Linked DNA regions of Capra hircus: region 1 is linked to region 2. The links are chromatin contacts, called in public Hi-C maps. All regions are on one chromosome and are shown on one strand. Each heading gives the region's core, a stretch centred on a gene start, on an enhancer-like site or on the middle of the called end of the contact. The rest is flanking DNA. Distances are from core to core; before and after follow the strand shown. Region 1 overlaps SH2D7 (SH2 domain-containing protein 7). Region 2 overlaps TBC1D2B (TBC1 domain family member 2B).

Region 1 (7,769 bases), core at 73-2,572, 110 kb after region 2:
CAAGGGCCTCCTCAGGGGCCCTGCTCCCTCTCCTCCTCCTTCACTTTTCTCTAACCTCACTCACCTTTGGATCTTCCTTAAACACGCCAGCCTTGTTCCCACCTCAGGGCCTTTGCACTTGCTGACCCACTGCCTGGAATACTCTTCCCACCAGATGCCCACATGGCTGCTACCCTCGCTGCATGCCATTCTCTGCTTAGATGCCCTCTCCTCAGAAAGGACCGCCTAAACTGTGGAAAATATCCCATCTCCCACCTGCCATTGTCCAGATCCCATTCCTCAGCTTTGTTCTTCTTCATGGTACCGATCATGAGCTGACAGTATATTATCTTGTGATACACTATTATATGGGGGTGCTTCCCAGGTGGCTCAGAGGTAAAGAATCCGCCTGCCAATGCAGGAGACACAAGAGATGCGGGTTCGATCCCTGGGTCGGGAAGATCCTCTGGAGAAGGCTATGGCAGCCCACTCCAGTATTCTTGCTGTGATAGGCAGAGAAGCCTGGTGGACTACAGTCCATAGGGTTGCAGAGAGTCAGACACGACTGAGTGACTGAGCATGCATGCTATTATATCATGTATTACATCAGCCACATTAAACAAAAACAAGAGTAGTATGTTGCCCATCTCCAGGTTAGAATGTAAACTTCCGAGAGGTGGTCTTGCTCATTATGAAGCCCTTGGCACCTGGGACAGTGTCTACACAGTTCTTACTAAATATTTGTTGAATAATTACACAATTGATGGACTTGAGGGTAGCCCATTCTGAAGGTGAAGGGAGCAGTAAGTGGGTGAATGCAGGGGTCTCCCTGGGGGGCAGGGGAGAGAGGAGCAGGACAGGATGATCTCCGGTGGGAGACAGAGCTCATGACCCCTGACCTTGAATGCCAATGTAAGGACCATACTCAGGAGTCCTAGAACATGAAGCTGGCAGGGACCCTGAATGTCCACCAACCCCTGTACATAACAGTCAGGTAAATGAGTCCAAGGCCAAGGTCCTCAGCTTCTCTGAGCGAGCTTCATTTTAGCTGAGGGCAGCCTGGTGGCAGGGTAATCTTTCAGAAGTTCTGTCCCTCTCTCCAGGCCCCTGTCAAGGCGCCCCCGCTCCCGGAGAGGAGAGCTTCCCATCTGAGCAACTCTTTTGGAGGCTCCAACAACATCATCTATGCAGACCTGAGAAAGATGAACCAGGCCCGGCTAGGCCTGGGCACGGATGTATCCGGCTGGCAGGGGCCAGTTCCAGGTGGCAGCCAGGCCTGTTCTCCAGGCAAGGAGGCCCCGAGGAGACTTTCAGATGGAAGCCAGAACAAGCCTGATGGCCCAGGACCTGCCCTGTCTGGGGTGAGCCCAGACCAGGGCCCTAGAGTGTCTCCCACTTCTTGGGGCCGCCTCCTGCCTTCCAGCTCTGAGGCCTCAGGATCCTCAGGGGCTACCTGGAGCCAGGGGTCTTCAAAACTGAGCTGTGGGGCCCAGCCCTGCTCCCAGAGCAGTTGTGCAGACACCTACGAGTCCATCTGGACAGAAGACCTCCCTGAGGATGCCAGGGATGTGCCACGCAGGGAAGGCGGCAGTGCCTATGAGCAGATTGCAGTCTGCTGGGGGGGCCCAGCCAGGACCCCCTACCCTGGGATGAGCCCCACATACAGCAAGCTTTCAGGGTTCATGGACTGTGGTTATGAGAGGATCTCGGGGGTCCCAGAGCTCCCAGAGCCCAGACACACCTATGAACAAATCCCAGGAGCAAGCAGCCAGGAGCAAGGAGGCTGGACGGACACACAAATCCAAGCAGCCAGGAGCAAGGAGGCTGGACAGACACACAAGGTGGGCTCCAGGGTGGGGCGGGGTGGCTGCCAGCCCGCAGGGAGCTTCTGGTGAAGGAGGGAACCTGTGGCCCTCAAACACGGGTGGGTCAGGTCAGCACCACACCCAGAACTTCCCAGCCCTGACTTCTGCTTGGAGAAGGTGGGAGAGGCAGAGGTTAGGATGTAAGATGGGAACTTTCAGGCCCTTCTGAAGTCTTTCTCTGGGGCAGGACTCCTGCCACTGCAGGGGTCTCAGAGCCTCAGAGAGGTGGACAAGGACCCTGGCTCCAGGTTTGACTTGCCTTGTCCCTTTCCATGGCTCAGGCACTCCCTACCCATGTGGCTTTGGGCAAAATAGTTTCCCATGCAACTAAGATCACCAGATTCAGCAAGATAAAATACAACACACCCAGTTAATCTGAATTTCAGATAAACAATGAGTAATGTTTTTTAGCATAGTTACCAGTACTGTATTATTCCTTATTTATCTGAAGTTCAAACTTAGCTGGGCATCCTGTACTCTTATTTAGCATCTACCCAGGATCTAGCTCCATTTCCTCATCTGTAAAATGGGCTGGTCCTGTGCTGTGTCCAGGGGTGGCTGCCCAGGAGATGATGCTAGCCATCCCCGTGTGCTCAGGATACAGCCCAGAGACAGCTGCCAATAGATAACTGTTATTCCTGGGGGTTTCTGACTAAGAAAGGAGAAAGGGGGGGGGGGGGCAAAGACCAGGAGGATGGAGGGAGGCGAGTCAGAGCTCCCAGGGAGGCAGAGGAACCCTCCCAAGGGTTCACACCAGTGTACTTGCCTGTACCTGCAGCCGACGAGCCAGGCGAGCCCCCCTCCAAGGCGGCAGCCTCAGACCTCCAGCATGCGCAGACCTCCTCTCCCAGCCTAAACAGTGAAACCCTGAGATCGCAGATGAAAGGCCTTCACCAGAAGCTCTGCCAGCTCCTCCCTCGGGGCAGGGTTGTACCCACTTACCCCAGGACAGGGAACTCCCCTGGTTCAAGACAGCCTCTGAGGTCCTGACTCCCAGGACCACAGATCCTGCCTGTGGACAGTCCTTCTAAGAACTACATAAGCCACATCCCCCGTCTGCTCCTCCTCCGGCTGCCTAGTCCTTCTGGGTGCTGAAGGCACCACATACACCACCCTCCCATCCTATCTAGGGCGTGGCTGAGGCAGAGAGGGCTGGGGTGGGGACCTCCGGAGACCCAGTGAAGGAAAGGGGGTGAGAGCGAGCGAGTTCTTCATCCCAACCAGAGGGCTGGAGTTTCTGGTGCTGTGAGGGGCTGTGGAGCAATTAGTATCTGCATTCCAACCTGGCCTTTCTCTGGCCTTGGGCCCCAGCTCCTAGTCCCTGTGGAGGGACCCTCTGAGCCTGGCTCTCCCTGCCCTGTCCCGGGACCCAGGCTCCAGCATCCTGTCCTTCCTTGCAGCCTGACAAGCTCCGGAGGCTCTTCTTCACAGATAAGAAGCACAAACCTTGAGGAGACCTGGCTTCCAGCGGCCCACCAGCGGGATTCCTGGGCCCGGGGCCACACCAGAGGTTATTAGGAAGCTCTCAGCTTGTTTGAAGGCACCCCTTGGACCCTCAAACCCAACCAGCCTGCTTTGGAACCAGGCTCCGAGACAGCCTAGATGCCCACCAGCAACAGGGTGGGAGGGGACCTTCCAGTCTCCTGCTGCTCAGGACTGAGTCCCACTCCCCACCCCAGGGCCTCCCACCCATCCAGAGGAAGTCACAGCCTGAGAGGAGGGGGGACCAGCCAAAGGCAGGGGTGAGCGCCCCCCGCTTCCAAGATGAGCAGGCTGGGGGGCTCCTGGACGATTGATGGAGCTGGCCTCCCACCACTGAACACTTACTGAGCATGGGACAGGCCCTGTGGCATGGCTGGCATCTTAGCTGAGTGATGTCATACAGTTGCTCCGGAGACCAAAACCAGTCCCCCTCATTGTGGCCCTATCAGAGAGCCGGGGTGGGAAGTAGCAGCAGAGTGCCATCTCAGAGGGGAGGTTCTGACCCTGGGGCAGCTGAGCTCTGCCCCATCCCCTCTGCCCCTCTCCGCCCCCACCTTTATGCGGGCCACATAATGCAAGGTGGGCAGACCCTGGTCCGACCCTTCTGCTGCAGATGAGTGAGCCGGGTGGCGGGCAGGGAGGGACAGAGAACCAGAGAGGAGCAGCAACCTGCCTGAGGCTGCAGAGTCAGCAGCCTGGGCGCCACTGGGCGGTTTCTGGAGTCAGCCAGTGGGTGCTTGCTGGCCTCCCTATATAACCAGGTCACCCTCATCTGTGCTCTGCCTCCAGCCAGTGGTGGTCTTTAGGGGTGGCTCTCAGACCCCTCCTAACGCAGGCCCAAACCTGGCCAGCTGCCCGGGCTCAGCCTGAGTACTGCTGGGTGGTTCCTGGAGCCAGCCAGTGGGCGCCTGCCGGCCATCCCTATGTGACTGGTCACCATGGACCCGGCCCCGTGACTGATACAGACGTTCGCTGGAATGGCTCTCACTATGAGGGACGTGGAGATGATTTTTCACCCAACATCGGCTCTTCATGGAGCTCCCTAGGATCTGGGGCCCAGATATGTCTCCTCCCAAGGACACAAGCACTGAAATAAAGTTGGTGCCGAAGGTGGGAATGCAGAGCTTAATCTCAAGAGGTGAGGTGCTCATGGGGAGATTTCAAGGAGAAAAGGGGTCAACAAACAGAGAACATGAAAGTGTTTTACTACCAGGAGTTCACAAATCTGGACAGCACACACCACTGAGGATTCCATGTCGTCGGGGAGGGCGGATGGGGTGGTGGACAGGGGCCGAGTCCTTGCACCCACGGTTCCCACAGCTTCACATTGGGAAGGGCTGGGGAGAAGGAACAGACGGGCCCGGGGTGCAGCCCAGCTGTGGGCTCTAGAGAAAGATTGCATAGCTTGTTAAACCTTGTCCTCTTTTTGTTTTTCCATTTGCCCTGGGCAACCCGGGTGCCTGCCCAGCACTTGGACAAGTCAGCACCCCAGCCCAGTTAGGGGTTCCTCCTCCCCCTCCCACTGGGGCCATTTCTGATGGGAGTAGGGAAAGTGGGGGAAGAGAGGGAGGGCCTGGGGAGGGCCCACAGGGGGACTGGGAAGGGCCCTACTCCTGATATCCCCCCTTCCCTGGTTTTTTTTTTTTTTTTGCTGAAAGGGCCAAAGAAGTGTTTGTGGGTGTAAACCGCCGAGGCCACAGCTCCACTCCTGGGGAGCTTGGAGGTCACACTCATGCGGGCACCAGGCCGGATGGTTGGCTTCTGGTCACTGTCCTCAGATCCGGATGTGGAAAGTGCTGGAAAGAAGGAAAGAGCAAGAAGGGGTGAGTGGCTCTGGACCGGGTGCGTAAAGGTCCTCGCAGAAAGCCAACCAGGCCCCGCGTCCAACCCTGGACAGTCCCTCCGGGAGGACACAGAGTTCATGAATAATCCACACGGGGGAACGAAGGCCTGGAGGGCCAGCCGTGCCTGCGCGTCCAACCCCACCTGACCAAAGGGCCCCCAGGTCTTATCCTTCCCCCGAGAGCTCGGCCCTGCTGGGGACAGCGGGCTCACCAGGCACACACTGGGGGCAGCTGGGCCTGGAGCCTGACCTGCCTCCTGGGCCGCACGGGGCCTGCAGCGCCACTGCTGTTAGGGGTCTCCCGGCTGCAGCCCCCATGAGGCCCACCCGACCCAAGCCAGCCCCTTGGAGCCGCACCTGAGGAAGTCCGGGGCCTTGGCGATCATGTCCTCAAAGTCTGCGAAGCCCAGTTTGCCGTCACCGTCGAGGTCGGCCTCTTCGATGACCTTGTCACACACCAGCACCACCTCGTCCTCGTCCAGCTCCGACTTGGTGAGCCGGGCTAGCGTCAGCTGCAGGTCCTCCTTGCAAATGAAGTTGTCTGTGTTGAAGTCTGCAGGGAGGGGGTGGGGACACTCAGGCCACTCTCCTCCAAGCTGGTCACACCAGACACCTCCCCGCGCACCCTCTGGGGACACTGGATCCTGCTCTTCAGCCAACCGGGACCAAGGGGGCTCACCCACAAGGCACCTCTGGACACCACATTCAACAGACCCACATTCACCATCTGCACAAACCCCCAGCACGACGGCAAGCACACACTTAGCCTGAGACACTTGGAATGTCCAAATCTGAGGCTTCCTGGGAACATGAGACCCAGGCCAAATGGCCCTCCTAGCTCTGCCCCACAGTAGACTTCGTGTTCCCTCTAGAGCTAAAGAAACCAAGGCCCAGACAGGCCAAATGACTGAATCAAGGTCAGATGTCTGCTTGGATGGGAAGCTGGGATGCTGACCAGGGCCTGGTTGATGCTAAGACCCACATTTTCTAAACTGCACCACATTGCCTCTGGCCCCTAGCCAGACAAGGAGGCCAGGAGACTCAGAAGGCCCTCAGAAAGGCCCCATGCCTGGCTTCAAAGAGCAGGGAACGATTTGATTCTAATCCTTGGCAAAAGGCACTACCGCTGCCCACAGCCCAGCAACACGTCCAGAGGGCCGAGCCACACAGGCTCATGGAGGGAATGGGAACACCCTTCTGACTGCCTTTCAACCCAACTGTCAACTCTTTCTTCGCCCGTGCTGTTTCTTCTACGTGGACGGCACTTCCCATGTATCTGTGTAGCAGACTCCATCAAGTTTTAGCTCAAACCCCTCCTCCTGGTTGGTTGGGGGCTGGGGGCCGGGGGCGGGGGTGGGGGTGGCACTTCCTAGACATAAGGGCTCTTCTTGCCAACTGGCCAAACCCTAGCATCAGTGGTAGTGAGGAAGAGCACAATGTAAGCACTTCAGGCTCCATCTCATTTAATTTTCACCATAAGCCTTTTCAGTGGGTACAGTTAGAACCCCCACAGTACAGATGAAGAAACAGGCTTGGAAAGGACAAATGACTTGAGGTCACATCCCTGCTCAGTGCGGGACCCCAGAGCCCAAGCTCTTGTCTGGGCACCCTCCATGGCACATCCCCACACTGGCCTATGAAGGGGCCCTGGGGCAGGCACAAGATAGGATACTTCTCTGCCCTCTGGTGGTGCCTCTCTGTAGGGCTGGCAAGATGGGGAACCCTCTGCCCATTCTGTATGAGGAAACTAAGGTCAAGGGAGTGGGTGATCCTTGCTAGAGGTCAGGGCCCAGTTTTCCCCCAGCACCAAACCCCAGGTCCCCAGTTGCCTTTCTCCATTCTACACTCCCATCCAGGGAGGTTGGGCAGCCCTGGTTCTCCCTTCACCTGTCCCCATGCCTGCCTGGCTTCCCCTGTGTGCCCTGCACTTCCCCTCTCTGGCAGACAATAGCCTTTCCCAGGAGCAATGTCCTGGGGTCCAGCATTAAGGGGACGATGGGTGGAATCTGAGAGGTTTTTTCCTTGAACCTTGTGGGTGTACTTTGTGGAGAGTAGACAAGGTGGATACCATGCCTCTGCTGTGCAAATACAATGTGGGTGCAGAGATGTATGTAGACGAAAGTTCCCTGAAATAAACAGGACAACTAGAAAATGAAAAAACAGCCCAGTGGACCCCACTGCCTTGGGATCTCCTGGCTGACCAAAGATGCGGGGGACAGGAGGTTTGTCCGTGGCTCCTCTTTTCCAGGACGGGTTCCAACCCCTCCTTGGGCTTCAGAGTTCCCATCTGAGCACTGTCTGAGGGTTTGACACCAGTCCCAGTCCTCTGGAGCAGAAACCAAGGGCTTCGTGGGTGTTTGGCGCCCTCTGGTGGCCAGTAGGATAATGGGTCCTGGGCTGGGCTGGGGTGAAATGAGGTCACCCTATCTCTGGCAGCAGTTGCTGGAGTCGGGATTGGGGGGACCAAGGAGCCTACCTCTCAGGCCAGCCTCACCACCTGCAGAGGGCTCCTCTCCAGAACTCTGGCCTCTGCCAGTCTAGCTCCTCCAATTCACACCTCCAGGATGCTGAGAGAGCTTTCAAGAACACAGGGCTGCCTG
Region 2 (7,776 bases), core at 2,422-4,921:
ATTACTGGCAGCGGAGGGGACTAGGGCCCCCTGAGAAGTTCAGAAACTTGCCTGAGGTCTCAACAGTGGGAACAGGACGCAGGTTGGCGGATGTGTAGGTTAGAGCCGCTGCCCAGAGCCGGGGTGGGGGATCCGGCCTGCTTCCTCGTGCCCTCAGCTGGGCCCCGGGGATGTCCCAGGACCAGGGCTGCCAGTTGCCTTCTTGCTTCTCCTCCCACGGGATGTCTGCTGAAGTGAGCAGGGCCAGGCGGCAGCTGGAGGCTGTCACCGGCAGCGGGAGCGAGGCCAGGAGGCTGGAAGCAAGCCACTTCCCAAAATAGCTCTGATAAGCATGGGGCAGGAGGGCCGGCCAAACCTCAGCCTCGGACAGGCGGCCTCCGTTTGTCCCTCCTCAGGAGGTCTGGGCTCTGCTGACGGGCTGATGGCCCAGGTCACACCTCCTCTCCTGGGGCCTCAGTGACTGGCCTGGCTGACGGGACTCTGCCGGGGTGCGCGACCTGGAGGCTGAGGCTGGGTACAGCCCAGGGGGCAGGGAGGTCTGGCAGGACAGGTGCCTTTGGCTAGAGGGTAGGGGTAGGGGGCAGAGGCCACTGTAGGCTGGCAGGAGGCCCCTGGGACTTCAGTTGTGTGCCAGGCCCTTGGGGTCACTCAGGGTCCACAGAGACGGAAAGGGTGGCACGCTCCTTGGCTTCTCACAAGCCCCTGAGGAGTCAGGGCTGGGGTCTCAGGGTCTTCCTCTGGACACCCGAGCCCAGCAGGCCCAGTTCCCCAGTCCTAGGGTGTGGGTCCAGGCCAAGGGCAGGAGGGACAGGGAGCAGCTGGAGATCTACTCCTCAGGTCAAGGGGAGACCTTCCAGAAACAGCAGGCTGACGCTTTGGGGGTGGCTGCAGGTCTTCTTAAGGTCTTTGGGGGACAGGGAGATGGCCGAGGTAAAATCTCAGAGAAGCTCCTCCCCCGTGGCGTGGGCAGGGGGGTGTTCGGGGTGCCCAGCCTGTGGGTCCTGACCCGCCCTCTGCTCCCCTAGGCTGCGAGCGCGATCGCCTGTCCTTCGGTTTCTGTGAGACGCTGCGCCTGCTGGGCCGCTGCCAGCTGCCCACCGTCCGCGCCCAGTGCTGCCGCTCCTGTCCCCCGCCCGGTGTCCCCTCCCGCGGCCACCAGAGGGTCGCCCGCCGCTGACCCGCGCCCCGGCCCCCAGCGGCCAGGACGCACAGACAGACTGACGCACGGACCTCAGCGCCCAGCATGGGCTGTGGCGGAGCCCCGCCCCTCACGCCCTAATGGTGCTAACCAGGGATCCCACCAGTGGCAGGCTGGGGATCCCTTCCTCTCAGAAAAGGTATTTTTTTATTCTAACAGTTTGAATAACATTTATTATTATTATTGTCGTAATAAACAGGCATCTACTGTTTCCAAGTGCAGCCTGGCTTCCTCTTGGCGTGGGGGAGCTCCTCCTTGCCATGGTTAGAGAGCATCTTTTCAGTCCGCTCCTCTGGGAGGTCTGCAGGGAGAGAGGGGCCCGTGGGGACAGGAAGGGTGGAGGGAGTCAAAGCAGACGCAGGCTTCTAGAGGAGGTGTGTGCTGGTAACAGGTGGTGGGAAGGTTTTTTGGGCACAGATACAGCCTGGCAGAGGCCCAGGGGGTGCTGGTCCCAACCCTTACTTCATGGCCCCTGCTCAGCCCCCCACCCGGCCCTTTCCAGACCCCTGCATTTCACAGGGATTGAGCCACACCCCCTTGAGAAGCAAGGCCCATCTTGTCACCAGCAGGGTCTACCCCTGGAGTGAACCCCATGGACACATCCCTGGCCCCGGCTTCACCTGTCAAGTCTGTCTGTACCAGGAGGGGGGAGGAGCAGACAGGTCAGACCCACCGTTGTTGGCCCTTTTATCTCTGTGCTCAGGGACAGGGCTGGGCTGGCTCCTTCCTCACTGGCAGTCCCAGGTGCTGGCTCTTGCTCTGTTGACACGTGGTCCTGCCACCCAGCAGCTGCCACACCAGCCCCTCCCTGCCTGCCACACCTTGTTCCACGGAGCCAGACTGTGGTGAATACACAGGGAGCAGATGGGCACGAGGTGTTTTGAAGTGTGTCCTGGGCCCTGGTGAGGGGTGCAGAGGCTGAAGGCCAGGAAGTGACCTGAACAGGCTCTGGCCCTCACCTCTGGCTGTGAACCTTGGGCTTGACCGTTTTATAGTCTGCTCACGAGTGCTGCTTCTGGAAGGGGCTTGTCCCCCTTCTCCACTCACATTCTGTTCTGTGGCCCCGGGGACCCCTGCTCTGAGGAATGGCTTCCCAGGGCCTTCCACTACGGCAAGCCCTTACAAGGAATGGGGAGCAGGGGCTAGCGCTGGTCCCAGTCCCAGTTGGCCCACTGCTGTTGTGCTCTGTGACCCCAGGAGCACCAAGCCTCGCTGAATCCGGGTCTCGGGAAGAGGTAAACTCCCCAGCTCCTCGCCTGCTCTGTCTGGGAATCTCTACTGGAGCTCCCTCACGCCGTCACACTGTGGCAAGATATTTGGTCTTAATCATTCTCGTGTGTTTTTCCGATGATGGGGGGTGAGGGAGTGGCATCCCCAGCGGCAGCTGGGCCTGAGCTGTCAGCCTAGGCAGGAGGCAAACAACCCGTGACTCAGGCAGGGCACGTCACTGCTGGTGGAAGGAGGGGTGCCTGCTGTCCGATGGTTTAGGGGCTGCTCTGGACACAGGGAACTCCGGCTCCTGGCTCCTGACCCCTGACCCACCCTGTGTGCCCAGCCCTCAACTGCAGCTTGGCCATGGCTTCAGGGCCTTCCAGGGCTGAAGGCATTCTGTCCCACCTGCTCAGAGCAAACCAAAGGCAGGGATGCAGAAATACACAGTGGAAGGTCGAGAGCCACCCCCCAACCCCACTTAAGCCCTGTCCCACCTTTCAAGCCTTTGGGGCTGAGTCCCTTCACAAGTGAATGTAACTGCATTTCAAGTCAGAATGTTATACAAATTAGTTTATTTTGCCTTTTAGTAGGACAATTCCAAAATTTAACTGGAAGATAAGCACAGAAGCTGCTGGGACATGGAAGGAAAAGAGTCACTTGGCAATACCCCGAGTCCGCCACTGCTGGCATCCAGCCTCCCAGGACACAGGCAGGAAGGCAACGGCATGCAAAGTGAGGAGTGGGATTTGTGCAGTAATACAAACATTTAGTTAACAACAGCGGACTGGCTATTTGCCTAGAGTGCTTCCTATATTGATATAACAGAAGCCAGAGCCGTTCCCAGCAATCAACAGTCCTGGCTGGTGTGGGACAGCTGTCAGCATGACTGCAAGTAGCCCCAAGGCTACCTGGGGTAAGAAGTGGGCCCACGTGTACACAGGGGAAGTCAGTGATGGTCAAGACTGGAAGTCAGAGAGGGTACAGACATGAACAGTGGTTCTGGAGGCTCAGGTTTACATACACACGAGAGACCATGTTATACAAAATAGATGTACATAATCTAGAAAACCTTGATAAAAATAGCCTATAAAAATATAAACTGTAGTGAAAATATACAAAAATATAAACAAATGTTCAACCCATAAAAAAAGAACTCACCAACATGAAAGCTGGCAGTTCCCACCTGGTGTGATAAGGGCGGCTCCCCTGGCCGTGGTGTGCGCGTCTGGGAAGCTGGCTGAAGGCTGCCCCGCCCCAGGCTGGGATGGAGGCAGCGCCTGTCAGAAGGGGAGGATACGGAGCTACTCTTTCCTCCGCAGCACAAGAAGGGAAGCGCTGGCTCGAAGTAGTGGGGACAGCCCCGACAGCTGTGGAGAAGGAGTTGGCCCCATCCTGTCCCCAGTCTGCAATCGGGTCAGGCAATGCCTCTCCCACCTCTGCACAAGCAAGTGTTCCTGGCCCATTCCCTCCATGACCTCTCTCTGCTGTCCCACACCCACTGCCTGGCCACTGACGGTGACAGCCTGGAAATACTAACACCCCACTGACCGCTCAGGGAACGGCCGACACCAGGGGCTTCAGCCACACACGGCAGGTGCCCGGGCCCAATTCAGGTGCTTGTAAGATAAGTCTTTTCAAGGCAGGGAGGACAAAACAAGCCTATTGCTGAAGTCAGCATGTTAGTCCCCAGGATGTGACAGTTCCAGGGGAAATCACCTTAGGGGAAACTAAAATCTCAAGGAAGCTGGCGCTGTCCAGCCCCATTCCTCCTGCCATCCCCAGAGGCTGCCGGCCCCTAGGCTGGCGGCAGAGGCGGGAGGCGGTCTCCACCAGCCCCAGTGGTCCTGTGGGGGTCTGTGCAGAGCGAGGCTGCAGCCTCGCTTCAGAGTGAACCCACTCACAAGACGACTTCCCGGAGACGTCTGGCCTCAATTCCTGAAGACCAAAATAATAACAACATACATTTTGATACCTACATATGGAGGCCAGCTCCCTGGACACAGTGAAAAATCAAACCAACCAGCTTAACCAAAGACAGAAAAATGGAACTTGGTCTAATCTGCTGAAACGCTGTCCAGGCTACGAGACTGCTAGAACCCTGACAGCCAGAAAGGAAAAACTATGCTCATGAAAAAAAAGCACTTCTTCAAGTTACAGTGCTTCAATAATCTGAGTGTGTTTAATGTCCACCAGGGGTTAGTTCCAATTTTTTCCAGGTAGTGAAAAAAAAAAAATCCACTAAAAACTTTTTCTTTCCTATTTGACTAATATTGTCCAGGAAAACAGCCTCACATCAGTACATCAGGGATGGTCCACAGAATGATTATGCAAAACTAATCTTCCTTGCACAGAGCCTCTTTCCGGGCCTTCAGAAGGGTCCTGCTCTAAGTATCCCAGAACTGCCTGGGCAGCCTGACACACTGGGGATGGTAGTGACCCCACAGGGGAGGACGGCTGCTGAGTACAGGATTTCTCAACGTGGCAGTGGGGACGGGACGCCCCTGGGAGGGCTCACCAAAGTTCTGACCTCAAGTGAAGGTACCTCAGGCCCTGGCAGCTGGCCTCCCACCACCCCAGCCCAGCACACTGGCTGTTCCCAAGGAAGCCATGGCTTCCAGCTGCCTGACAGCAATCACTCTGCAGCTGCACCGCCACCCTGAAAGCACTCCCGGAACAGCTCCCTGCATCCCCTCCACCAAGGCCGGCCCAGGGGTGGGCCTGCTCTGTAGGACCATGATCCGCGGTTTCCTTAGAATCCCATCCACATGTGTAGAATGAGCCCAGGGTCAACTCTAAGATGGAAAGAAAGGTTCTGCACAGATCCATCTGGAGCAGTGTAGGCAGAGGAGCAAGTGTGGGGTGTCTGGAGAGCCCGGCCTTCCACCAGCAGGTTGGGAGTTACTGTCTGAAAGGCTGTGCATTGAAGGGCAGAAGCTATTCCAGAAGTGGGGCAGGGCCAGCTCCTTGAAGCCATCAGCATGAGGTCTGTGGGCTTTCCATAGGCCATTTCTGAACAAGGGATGTGCTTGCTTTCCTAAGAAAATCCCTTCTTTCACACGAGCCTTATGTTACCCAAAGCAGTCAGACCCTGGCCCAGGAGTGTGTGAGGCGTGGTGGGCGTCCTCCATGGCTACCGTTCAAAACAGTGCCTATGAGCACCCACTATGTACAGGAGCGACCACAGGGCAGACGGCCCATGGAAGGTTTCCTAAGGGCAGAGACATCAACACAGCTGACAGATACTGTAAACAGGCTCTAGAAACGAGCTAGCTCTAAGCCCGGTGAGGTACCAATCAGGCGGAAAGCATGATGGGACAGGAGCAGCATCTGCCATGGCATGCAGACGGCTGTAAACAGAGGAGACCCGAGTGGAAACGAGAAAGTGCAGTGTGGCTTTGGACGTCTGCCCAGCAGACTTCCAGAGACCCCGGATGTTACATTCTGGATGTGGAACGAGGGCAGGCGTCTCTGCAGTTCACCCTTTGGCACACTTTGGTTGCAAGGAGAGCAGCGTCCTGGGCGGGGGTGTGGGGCAGCACTCAGGTGTCCTCTTCCTCGTCACTGACCAGCTCGCCTTTGTCCGGGCTGGTGTCCCGTTCGCGCAGGAAGTCCTCCCGGATGGCCTCCAGCTCCGTCAGCTCCAGCCGGACCTTCTCCAAGTGGTAGGCCCGCCGGTTCCGGATCTGCCGCAGGGGGAATGGGTTCAGGTCCCCAAAGGAGATCCCAATCAGCTTCCTAGTGGAACACAGCAGAGACAGAGCATCGGGGGGGTCAGGCGAGAGTTCAGCCTGGCCTGGGTGCCCAGGGGCATGGGGAGACGGACCCCAGACACCGTGCAGAGGGCCTGACGTGGGTGTGTCATTCAGAGGCCAGTGCACACACAGAGGCCGCAGGGCACACCCCAGATGACGGCCTGGAACCAGTTCCACCACACACTCCCTGCATGACACGGAACATGGGAAGCTCCCCCTTTTCAGCCCCCATTCCATCTGTACACTGAGGTGACAGCAGTGCCACCTCCCACATGGGTTTACTCGAGTCGCCGCTGAGGGCCATCAAGACTTGCTCAGCGGTGGTGGGCCTCTGCGGCCTCAGAACCGGCATGAGGCCTGGTGCGGGGCGCCCTCAGGAAAGCGCAGCTGGACCGACTGACGGGGTGAACCGATGCACAGATGCCCCAGCGAACCTGGGGACAACTGTCAGGCCAAGTCAGTGGTGTGACAGGTATTAAGATGAAGCGTACGGAGAAGTGTGCAGTTCATAGGTTTCATACTATGCCCAGGTCTAGGCACCCACCACAGTAAATATTTAAAAATCATGGGTTTTGCCCCTTACCACTGGCCAGCAGTTTAGTAAAAATGGAACTAGAACGTGCCCAAGGCCTGGCTATGGACCTCTGACACTAACCATGCCACGTCTCTGCAGTTGTCACAGAGCCGGTTCCTCCACCCCTCAGCCCCTGCCCCGCTCCTGCAGGCCCCAGCAGCAGGGACCAAAGGCCTGACACTCTTACCCCAGGAGAAGCTGTGATGAAACAGAAATGTCACTGGACTTCCCCCCAGCTTCCTCCCCGTTTACTCCTGCTACTCCTCAGTCACGTGGGCCATTTTACTATAAGGTGTACACAGGTGAGAAGACACACGCCCTTAGCATCCCTCCCTCTGATATTTTTAAACACCCACTTCTTAGACATGCCTCACACCAAGCCAGATGACGCTCCTGCCAGAAGGTAAAGGGTCAGAAAGCCTGGCTCTCAGAGCTGAGCTCCCCAGAGCGTGTTCCAGAGCCAGTGAGCAGGACTGGCCTGAGCACAGCCACAGCTCAGTGCGGCTCTCGGTGAGACAAGACGCTGGCCAGGAACGGGGAACCAGACCTGCAGGGCCAGCCCCTTTCCTCTGACAGCTGTCAGTCATGGGTTCCATACACCTGGCATCGAGGTGTCCAGGCCCTTCCTTGCTACAGAAAAACCAAATTAGGCTGATACTGTCCGCTGCCTCCACCAGGCCGTCACTACTGCCCATTAACGCAGCCTGCGGCAGCGTGGAAACCACACCCCACTCTGCCTGGGGCCTGGAAGGTCTAATCGAGAGGTGAGAAATGCCCTGTGTCAGCTAAGTTCAGAAGACGATACTTTGCACGTGAGAGGTCCCCAAGAGTCCTGACTCAGACTTGTTTTACCCACCTCTCCCGACCACATCTGACTGGGAATTCCTGCCTCCTAGTCTGTGGAACCAGTGTCCTGCACAGTTGCTGTTCCTTGGAACCACTGATCTGGGGAGCTTATTGAGCACTGGGGCCCTGCTACAGAGGTGGGGCCCCACCACCGCAGGCATCTGCAGTCCTGCAACACCCCCGGGAGAGTCCTG

What was found. Hi-C and Micro-C count contacts between places; a contact is called where the count stands out from the background.
Region 1: a contact with region 2 is called in a Hi-C map of blood, with 8 times the contacts expected there. The contact joins two enhancer-like sites. A contact is called at or near these places in 2 of 5 Hi-C or Micro-C datasets (both in blood).

Annotation. Positions count from the first base shown.
Region 1 is chr21:30,083,574-30,091,342 of ARS1.2, forward strand. SH2D7 (SH2 domain-containing protein 7) reads left to right here. Exons shown (of 6, transcript XM_005695184.2): 5 at 1,083-1,820; 6 at 3,245-4,439. The coding sequence ends at 3,295. It overlaps CIB2 (calcium and integrin-binding family member 2), which reads right to left. Exons shown (of 6, transcript XM_005695085.3): 5 at 5,527-5,722; 6 at 4,515-5,122. The coding sequence ends at 5,101. Among named protein-coding and RNA genes, the nearest start is that of SH2D7, 10 kb to the left of the region's middle. Within about 2 kb of position 1,323, at least 1 of the 5 cell types and tissues checked has an H3K27ac peak or open chromatin away from gene starts, as enhancers often do.
Region 2 is chr21:29,970,505-29,978,280 of ARS1.2, forward strand. It overlaps TBC1D2B (TBC1 domain family member 2B), which reads right to left. Exons shown (of 13, transcript XM_005695084.3): 13 at 2,960-6,145. The coding sequence ends at 5,950. ADAMTS7 (A disintegrin and metalloproteinase with thrombospondin motifs 7) reads left to right here. Exons shown (of 24, transcript XM_018066125.1): 24 at 1,026-1,416. The coding sequence ends at 1,177. Among named protein-coding and RNA genes, the nearest start is that of TRNAS-CGA, 6.2 kb to the right of the region's middle. Within about 2 kb of position 3,672, at least 1 of the 5 cell types and tissues checked has an H3K27ac peak or open chromatin away from gene starts, as enhancers often do.